Linked DNA regions of Dromaius novaehollandiae: region 2 is linked to region 1. The links are chromatin contacts, called in public Hi-C maps. All regions are on one chromosome and are shown on one strand. The core of a region is the stretch at or near the end of the contact, and the rest is flanking DNA. Distances in the headings are between cores, read along the strand shown. Region 1 holds the start of SOCS2 (suppressor of cytokine signaling 2). Region 2 has its middle 21 kb from the start of PLXNC1.

Region 1 (5,208 bases), core at 1,729-4,228:
AAAGCTGTAAAAAAAAAGCAGCTTTGGGTCTAGGCAAGATTATTGACATATCTCTAAGAGGAATTAGTGAAGTTTAAAGGAATAGTCCTAAATATGAATGCTATTATACCAAAATAACATATTTTTGATTAAGAGCTTTGTGCCCGCAAATACTTACAGATAAATATTTTAGTTATAAAAAGAGATTTGTGTTGCTTTTTTTTTTTTTAAATCTTCTGAATATTGGGAAGCCAGTGCAACTCTGAAAAAGTAGATTAGATTTTATGCAAGATCTCACATCATGAATAGCAGAACCGTTAATTCTGTCTCCTTCTCATAGCTATGCAAAGAAAAACTAGTGGATTCCAAAAGAGTAATTGGAGGCTGAATTTGAGGCTATCCGAACAGCACAGATGAAAACAGTAACAACAATGATTTTCAAAATCTATATTGCTTTATGTCATCTCTTACGATACATAAGCAAGAAAGACCATGTTTGTTTTTCAGACCCCATTTTGAATCTGCAGTGTTGTCAGTGATTAAAACCACCTTTTTTCATGAACCAAACAAACTAAATCTGAAAGTACTGAGACATTACAAACAGATGAAACCATACTGACCAAGTCACTTAACAAAGTAATTTTTTTCTCAGATGAGTCTGTTTAATAATTAAATAAAGCAATTACTTTTAAGAAAAAGAGAAGTATTAACTCTAATGCTGTCTGTTCATCCATATTCTCAGGAATCATGTTTTAAAATTATAAATAATATGTGTTACAAGAGCTGTTTGGAATAGTTCTCCATGGTCAGATTTAAAAAAAAATGCTTTAAAAAATTTCAGGAGTTACTGATAAGTATGAATCGAAGCACAAGCGGACCTATCAGAGACTTTCTCTATGTACTGGGGAGCTTGTGTGTCCGTCACACATAGCTCTTCCCTCGAGAAAGCATACTAACGCTAAAACTGAAATTACGAGTGCTAGGCTCCACCATCCAGGCTGCTTGCTTCCAGCAGACAAAGGCTGTGACATTTAATACATACCCACTTCTCTGTCTCCCTGATAATACAGGCTTGGCTTCCCCCCACCCCACCCCCCCCCAGCTTTTTATAGACATGATTTGGTATCATCTTACATTGATTTTTCTGGGGACTTTAAAACAAACAAACAAACAAACACGCTCCTAGTTTCTTCTGCTTTCGAGCCCGAAAATTGCTCCCCGTCTAAATGCTGCCGTTTATTTGAAGCGAATCTTGACTTAACCAGTGGCATGGATGAGGGTAAGCCCGATCCGGCTACTTTCGGCTACTTTTGCTTTGTTTCTTTTTTTCCTTTTCTTTTTATTTTTTCAATCAGTGCAACTTCAGCCTGCCTCAGCAGCAGCGAAAGGTGGCTGCTTAACTAGCAGCACCCAACAACACAATAAATCCCTTTTTTTCTTTTTTTTTTTTTTTTGCACCGAAAGCCAGCTTTACGGCACATTAAAAATCACACAGAGATATAGAGAGGGCGGGAGGGAGACGCACGCACAAACGGCACCACGGGATAATGGCTGTTTGTAGCAACGAGGTATTTAGCGCTGGAGGGTGAAGGGGGTGGAGACCAGGGTGGGGTGTCCCAGGAGCTTCAGCTGCTGCCGTCCCTGGCACCGAGCTCCTGGCAGTGTCCCCTGAAGCGCCGCCGGCCCCGAGGGCGGGCCCGGCCCCGGCCCCGGCCCCGGCCCCGCCGGCCCCGGCCCCGCCGCCCCCGCCCTCAGGTGCCCGCGGCCCCCGGGCCGCGCCGCTCGCGCCTTTACCTCAGGAGGTGCCGCCCGCCGGCTCCGCGCGGCGCGGCCGCCCGAGCGCCGGCGACCGTTGAGCGGCCGTCGCGGGCGGGCGCCGGGGCCGCGCCTCGCGGGGGGGGGGAGGGGAGGGGCGGGAAGGGGGCCGCGGCAGCCGGCACTTCGCGGGCAGCGGCGCTGCGCGGGCCACTGACCTGCGAGCGGCGCGTCCGGCGCTGCTGAGCGCGGCCTCGGCCACCGTGCGCGTGTGCGGGCGGGGGCGGGAGGCGGCCGCGGCGTGACAGGGCAAGGGCGGCGGGGTGGCGGCCCGGGGGCGGCGGGAGGTGGCGGGCGGGGGCAGAGGGGAGCGCGGCGGCGGGCTCCGGCCGCAGGCGGCGGGGCGCTTCCCCGCGGGGCCGCGGCTGCGGCTCCCCTTGAAAGCGGTGCAGGCGGCGGAGCTGCGCCTGTCACATGATGCGGTTCCTGGAAAGTTCCTGGAAAGCAGCCGTTGTATTTCGCCTTCCCGGGAGGTGGGGAGCGGGGGGGCGCCCCCCCTCTCGGGATCAGGCCGCCCGCTCCTGCCCGCCCGCCCCGGCGGGGGAAGGGGGGGCGGGCGCTGCCGCTTCCCCACGGGCGCGATCCTCCGCCTCCCGCCGCGGCGCGCGTGTGTGAGCGCGGCGCCGGCGCTGCTCGCTGCCCGCACGGCGCCGCCGGCTCCCCGCCGGCTCCCCGCAGGCCCTTCCGCGCCCGCCCGCCGCCGGCCCGGCCCCCCGCGGCTGCGGGGCCGGCGGGCAGCGCCGCCGCAGCGCCGGCCGCCGGCCGGGCTCCGCCGCTCCGCGGCTCCGGCGATGCCGCCGGCCCCCTGACGCCGCCGGCCCGGCCGCCCTGCCCGCAGGCGGCGCCGCCGCCGCGTCCCGCCGAGCCGGGTGAGTGCCGCGCCGCGAGGAGCCCGCGGGCCGCGCGTTCCTCGAGAGCGGCGCTGCGGCCGGGCTGCCCCGCCGGCCGCGGCAGGTTGCTGCTCGCGGGGGCGCCCTGCGCCCGCCGCCGCCGCCGCGAGCCCCGCTGCCTGGGCACCAGGGGGCGATCCCGGCGCTTCCCCGCGAAAGCGGGGCGCCGCCGGGCCCCCTGCGCCCGCGCGGCCGCGGCCGAGCCGCCGCCGCCTGCGCTCGGGGCGCCGCGGGCGCGGAGCCGGCAGGCACCTGCGGCCGGGAGGTGCCGGCGGGCCGGGACGGCGGCGGGCGGTGCTGCGGCGCGGCGGGGGGCGCGTCGCCTTCCCGAAGGACGGAGTTTAACCTGGAAAAGTTGCTGAGCTCCGCCGGGAGCTTCTGGTGCCGGGGAGCCGCCGCGGAGCCGCCCTAACGCGGCGGCTGGTGAGCCCCGCTCTGCCCCGCAGCCCCCGAGCGACCGGCGGGGGAGGAGGATGCTCTCTGCGCCCGTCCCGTCCGCTGCAGCCGAGGGGAGACACTTTATTTTAACACCACCCGGGTTTAGCGGCACGGGGAGCAGGACGCCGCCCGCGCAGCGCAGCGCAGCGCAGCCCCGCGCCGGGGACCTGCCGGGGCGAGCCCACCTCCGCGGCGGCGGAGGGCGGCCGGGGCCGGGCCGGCGGCGGGGGGTGGGGAGGAGACGTCCCTCCCCCGCGCAGCCGGGAGGTGATCCCTCGCCTCGGCTCCCTCCTCTGGATGCTGGGAAGTTCCCGGGCGGCCGCGCCGGGAGCGGGGCTCGCCGCTAACCGCGCTCTCCCTCCGCTCCGCAGGCGCCGCCGCGGCCGGCCATGCCCCCGGCGCGGCGCTGAGCACCGCGGCGGCGGAGCGCAGCCCCCCGGCCGCCCTGCGCGCCCGCCGCGGCCCCATGACCCTGCGCTCCGCCGAGCCCCTGGAGAGCGCCCGGCGGCGCCCGGCTGCGGCGGCGGAGGAGTCCCGGGAGGCGGCGCGCCTGGCCGCGGCCATGGAGGAGCTGCGGCGGGCAGGTAAGGGCGGCGGCGGCGGAGCCCCCCGCGGGCGGCGGCGGCGGCGCGGCCCTTCCGCGGGCTGCGGGCGCCGAAGCGAAAGCGCAGCCCGCGCCGCCAGCGCCGCGGCCCGGCGGGCGCCCGGCAGCGCCGTGCGGGCCGGCCCGGCCCCGCGGTCGGCGGCGGCGCATCCCCCGGCGGCGGCGGCGGCGGCGGCGGCGCGGGCGGGCGCGCACCTGGCCCCGCGGGCGCGCTCCTGCCCCGCGCGGGTGTCGCCCGCCGCCGCCGCGGGTCGCCGCGCTCGGTCGCTCGCTCGCACTTCGCTTCCCGCTCCCGCACAGCCGACTGGGGTCGCTGCGAGAGGCACTGCAAGCGGGTTTTTTGCTCTTTTTCCTTCTCCCCGTGTCAGGCGTTGCGGTGCCGCTGCAGAGCACGGCCGCGGGGCCGGAGCGGCGCAGGTCGCGGCGGCGGCGGGGAGGTGGGTGGCGGCGGCCGCGCGGGCAGGCGCGGGGCCGGGCGAGCCTCAGGGCTCGTGTCCGAACGAGCCGCGCTGCAAAGCCTAAATCCAGACACCGCTTCCATGTCTACAAAGTCTGCGGGACTTCGGCTTTCAAGCAGCAGAGGCAATGTATCGGGCAAAGGGTAGGTTTTTAAGCAAGCGAACGGGCAGCGATGAATAAAGCTTCTCTTTCCTCTTTTAACAGGATGGTACTGGGGCAACATGAGTGTCGCTGAAGCCAAAGAGAGATTACAGGATGCCCCTGAAGGGACTTTCTTGGTTAGAGATAGCTCACACTCAGAATATCTATTGACTATTTCAGTAAAAACATCAGCAGGACCGACCAATCTACGTATAGAGTATCAGGATGGCAAGTTCAGGCTGGACTCTATCACTTGTGTCAGGTCTAGACTTAAGCAGTTCAACAGCGTGGTGCATTTGATTGAGTACTACGTGCTTATGTGCAAGGACAGAACCGAAACACCTTCGAACGGAACAGTTCATCTATACCTGAACAAACCTCTCTATACATCCGCTCCATCTCTGCAACATCGCTGCAGAATAACGATAAACAAATGTACAAATCAGATCTGGGAACTGCCATTACCAACAAGACTAAAAGAGTACTTGAAAGAGTACCAGTACCAGGTATAAATATATACTTTTCTAAATGACTCTAATGTAGAGTAACTTTTGAATGCAATTCTTTAACATCGGCCAAAGAACTGAGTAACCAGTTGTACTACTCGGCATGGAATTGACTATCAAAACAGTGGCAGTTCTGGGGGAAAGGTTTTTATTTCAGATGCCACAAAGGAAGACTTTATGTAGAGTAATCCCAGCTTGCATTTCTGAGGGTTCGACAAGGTGGCGTGTTATCTTGTGAGGAGAGAGAAGCCAGGAATCTGTCCGGATTGTGTTGCTTTGTCAATGGCGTAAAATACTGCACTAACTATCAAATGCTAGCTGAAGTGGTGGTGGGGGAGAGACTGCAAAAGTAGTTGAAGATGTATCAGAGTGAATA
Region 2 (4,887 bases), core at 1,354-3,853, 170 kb after region 1:
CAGCCTGTCTTTGCTCCCCGGGGCAGGGCGCGGGCCGCCCCGCGGCCGCGGCAGCCAAATGGCCCTGCGGCACGCCAGAGCGATTGCTTTCCTCGCGCCTTTCCAGGCGCTGATGAGGAGCCAGCGCAGGCGCCTCGTCCGTGGGATGGCGCCCTCGGCACCCGTGGCCGCGGCCAGTGCCGCCCCCAGCCCAAAGGTCCCGTGGGAGGCCCCGCAGGTCCCCCATGGCCCCTCTCCCAGCTCATTTCTGAGCCTCCAGGATTTGTGGTGGCCCTCAGATGGTGCAGAGCTCCTGCGCCCCGGCCATGCCAAGCACCGGCCTTTCAACCAGCAAAAGCAGCTGCCCCTCATGCCCAGGGCTGCCTCAGCCACCGGCTGGCACCCGCCGAGTTGCTCCCTGTGGGAGCCACACACGTAGCTGGAATTAAGCCCTAAATGTACAATTTCGTGCCTTTGAGGTCTTGTCCTTCAAGGGTACCTAAAGTTTGCGCCTCCCATTTAAATCGATGAGAGGAGCAGGTTGCCCCGATCCCTCCCAGGGCCTGGCTTTGAACTCTTCTCACCGCTGGCCGAATGAGCCTTCTTGAGCGGGGATGTTCGACCAAACAGGCTCCTCGCCTTGCATATGCACAAAACAACCAAAACGGAAACCTCCGAAGACAGCTGCTCTATTGAAAGCAAGAGGAGGAGAATTGGGGTCTGGAGAGCAAAGGCCTAATTAGCTGTAGGGAGTGAGACAATCTGATAACAAATATCAGGTAGATGATCTGCACTGACAGGGAAGACTGTTACGCCTTAACAAAGTAGAAGGGTAATAAACCCCTGGCTGTGCCAGTTTGTTAGGGATTCACTGCATCGGTGTAAAAGAAAAGCCGCTTTGACATTTATAACTGATGCGGGTTTTTTTTTAATGCGACTAGCTCTTCTGATAGAAAACATTTGATAGATGTGTGCAGGGTGAGTGAAGTCTGCTTCATAATACCAAGGATATTACAATGTAAATGCAGACAAAGTCACGTGAAACCAGTACAATATGGTACTCTGTGCTACTGTGGAGTTATGCCTATAGATAGCTATATAGATATAGCTATCTAATGACTATGTAAATTGGCTGATTTGGAGATAAAAGGGAGTTAAAGAACAGTTCCTTGGAGCTCTTTCTCAGGATGATGTTTCAACACTTGTTTTTCACCTTGTGTGTGCCACGCCAAGCTTCTAAGAACAAGGTTATTTGAATTTTGAATTCCTAGTACTGATTTTAATTTTAGTGGTAGAGTTTAATTTGAATTTCTTCTGGTTTCTGCTATGCAAAAACACAACTGCATAAAACCACCTTGTTTTGGTGGATGCAACTAACAAAAACTGTCCAAACTGACATTTCTGACAAACCAAAAACTTCAGTAAATGTCTAGGGTCCTGCTCCTGGTTGTTGTAGTAATAAGTCTACTGAGTTCAAACTGACCAAGAAGGAACCCCGAAGCAACCTGGGGTTTCTAAACTGCCGTCTTTAAACAACAGCTAAAAATCTACTTGTGACCTAAGTCCCTCTGAGCTTTTTCCTTATTTTGTCCAGTTCAAGAGTTCAGTTTCTTAATCTGTACAGTTAGGCTTTCCTGCAAAATTAAAAGCAAAGCAGAGGGAAGAAGTAGTCTGTGCATATCCTGGGCACTTCGCTGGTGTGCAAAACCACTGGGTGCAGTTCCAGGGTGTTTCACAAAGAGAGAACAAATTAAGCATAACAAAACAGCAGACGAAAATCACTTTGCTGGTTTTTTAACCCTGTGGATCGCCTAGCAGAATGGTATCTGATTGCAAAAGCCTATTTTGCTCCTCAGCAGCGCTGCGGCACCAGCTGTGCTCGGCCAGCCTGCCCCAGCAAACTCTGCTCTTTGGGGAGCGCAGGGACGCCTGGGCACCTGGGGAGGCCTCCTGCCAGTGGCCCCCTGCTCCCAAGGGGAAGAGGCAGAGAGCATGGTCAGGAGAGGAGGGCACCCCTACGGTCGGAAAGAGGATATAATCTTTATGTCAAAGTGCATTCAAGTTGGGTCTGAAACAAAAGGAAAACGCCGTTTCACGGGGTAAATCCGGCCACCTCGAACTGGGCGCTCACCTTGGTGTCCCGGCAGGGAGAGGAGGGCTCACCTTCAAAACCCCTACACGGCAGAAGAGCCCATCTGAAGTGTTTGTTTGGGGAACAAAAGTTTCCTTATACCTTGACAGCAGGGCTGCCTTCAAAGCCCTCGTGCAAATAGAGCTGGGTGTTTATTGAATTCCTCCGCACCGAATATATACATGCCAAGGATTTTAATTCTTTCATAACTGTTAAGCACTTGGTTGTATTTCTATTTGAGGCATCAAGATGGGAATTAATAGATAATTGTGTAAATTTTGGTCTGTTTAGATTTGGGCAAAATTGGGCAAAAAACAAGTATGCAGAAGTTCAGAGGTTCCCCACGCAGAGAGACTCACTCCTATCCCTAGTGGCCTGTTTTGTGACAAAATGTGTCATAAAATCTCAGACATGGAATAAAAAAGCCCACATATTGCTTTTGATAACTCCTCACCCTCAGGCTCTCTGAACAGATGGGAGCACTAAACACCAAAATTCTTAAGCTTACAAACTGGCAAAAGGCCCGGCAGTGCTGCTAACAGAAGGAGTTGTACTAGCTCTTCATTATTTACAAATCAAAATTCTTCTGGAAAGAATTACTATAATATGTAGGACATGATCCCAGGGTTTTGGCAAAACGCATTAGTAACATGAGCTATTGATCCCAGGAATTAAATTAGACCTTTGAAGGTTGAAGTGTGAGGTTGTCTAATGTGTTGTGAACTTCACCTCTAATGGAAAGTTGTTTACACCTGTTGGAAGTGTTTGAGTTAACACATGGAAGTTGTTCCTCGCATGAGGGAAGAGGTAGGCCACTCATCTCAGACGGTGTCTGTAGAAATCAGGGAAGCACTTCTGGACTGGATATGTGGCTATAATATCTCTAGCACAGGATTAAGATGCTAAATCCACTTTATCTCTTATTTTTTGTCAAATGCAATCTTTTGGGCTCAAATACGCCATCCTGGAAAATTGTTGCAAGTTATCCAAAGCTTTTTATTCTGTTAAAAGAACATTGTAAGAGTTTTTTGTTTGGGTGGTTGGGGATTTTTGCTTCTGGATACTGTCCAGATGGTTTACTTTTAAGAATTCGAATAAATCGGTATCAAAAGGGACCTGCAAAAGTATTGCTGTCTTTGTTTGAAACATAGTTATGAAACATAGTTTTGGAAATAAAATGGTGGGCACAGAGGGCTCAGCCATACTGAATTGTTTAGTGTCAGAAAAATAGGGAGTTCTGGGCCCCGAAGCCAGTGGGAACGGGGAGCTGCCGATTCTCACGGAGGTGAAGCAGAGAGGAGACCTGTCGCAAAGGCACCTGGAAGCATCTCACCTTCGTGAGAGGCAGATACTCCGTGGTTCCCAAAGCGTTTCTGCCAACGCGCTTCATCTCTGATTTGGGAAGGGAGAATGTCATCTGGCGCACCGTCTTTGCAAGCAGTATGCCCTCCGCTTGTACTGCAGCAGCTCCAGTGGGTCGGGGTGGATGGAGACATCCACATAGCAACTAAGCGAGTGGTACTTTCATCAGGTGGGACACCCGTGCGGCTCGCCAGATGACATCCCTCGTGATGGGATACCAATCACTCGGAAGCCGACCGAAATACCGTCTTGGTTAAACTTTCGCTGGCACTCCTGTTGTTTCCTTTAAATGTTTTGGTGTTGATGTTGTTTTGTTGAAAAATTCCTGTCCAGCTCTGCTCCGTATCCCTTGCTTCAGTGAGCTGTCAGCACTCTCTGATTTGGCAGGCTTATGGCAGCCACAGAGCAAGGAAACCTGTAGTACGAATCAATGATATATGTGTCTCCCAGAGGAGGCGTATGATGGAAATCCCAGTTATTCATTATTATTTGACCAGTGGGAGCTTAGAGTTGGGAAAGAGATCGTCTTACAAGTCTCAGTGCAGTAAACAGAGCCCCTTCTTTGTCCCCCTGAAGCAGTGGCAGTCTGTTCAGGCCCCGAGTTTGGGACCATCCATGCAGAACAAGGGAGGCTGCTGGAGACACGCAGATTATTTGGCAGGCTCATTTCTTTTTGCTGAGCTTCAGTTGCTTTAGAGCCAGAGCAAGATCTCCTGAAGGCAGTCAGGCTCTGATTATTTCTGCAATGCATTTCAGGAATATCCAAAGCAGCGTCAGCCAAGATGCGATAGCGCTAATTTTCTGCGAGAGTTCTGCAAGCTTTGGCCGGAGCCGGCTGTTCCTGTGCTTCGAAAGCTAACCAGTGGGAAGGAGGCTCCGACGCTGTGTCTTTGGATTGCAGCATGGGCAGAGTATTTGTTCAGCTGCATACATGAAGGGGGGCAGGCTCTTCCCCCTGCCGAGCACTTCGGTAGATCTCTCGATCTCTCACCACTTTATTTGGCAGTCTTCACCACGGAAAGCTCCTCTGTTTTTTTCCAGGAGATCTCAGATCCCTGCTCCTGCTAGCTTGCCTGCATGGGGCAGCAATAAAATGTGACCAAAGCAGACCTCCTCCCATGCATTTGCACTTCTGCTCCTGTCAGATCTTTTAAAATAAGCGGAGTCGAGCTTGACCAGTGCTCTCCCCGGGCAACCTTAGAGGGGCAAAGCCCATTGCCTTTCTTCAGCACCCAGATCCGTGGTGCGTGAGACTGCAGCTATCTGCCAGCAGCTCCTCTGGCAGTTGGGTTGTGTTACTCCCTCCTCCCCCATGCTTCTGCTCTACTTTTCATTAGCTTTGTTCTTTAAATAAATATTGTTCTTTCCCACCGTTGGGAATGCAGTTGTCAATCATCTATCTGCCAAGTGGCTTA

What was found. A called contact is a pair of places that touch in the nucleus more often than the background predicts.
Region 2: a Hi-C map of liver shows a contact between it and region 1, with 7 times the contacts expected there. The contact joins the enhancer-like site here to the promoter of SOCS2 in region 1. A contact is called at or near these places in 3 of 4 Hi-C or Micro-C datasets (brain, liver and ovary).

What each region holds. Positions count from the first base shown.
Region 1 is chr1:46,667,835-46,673,042 of bDroNov1.hap1, forward strand. SOCS2 (suppressor of cytokine signaling 2) reads left to right here and starts at 2,979. Exons shown (of 2, transcript XM_064510235.1): 1 at 2,979-3,706; 2 at 4,390-5,208. The coding sequence starts at 3,589. The coding sequence ends at 4,838.
Region 2 is chr1:46,833,733-46,838,619 of bDroNov1.hap1, forward strand. No RefSeq gene overlaps it. Among named protein-coding and RNA genes, the nearest start is that of PLXNC1, 21 kb to the right of the region's middle. Within about 2 kb of position 2,604, at least 1 of the 2 cell types and tissues checked has open chromatin away from gene starts, as enhancers often do.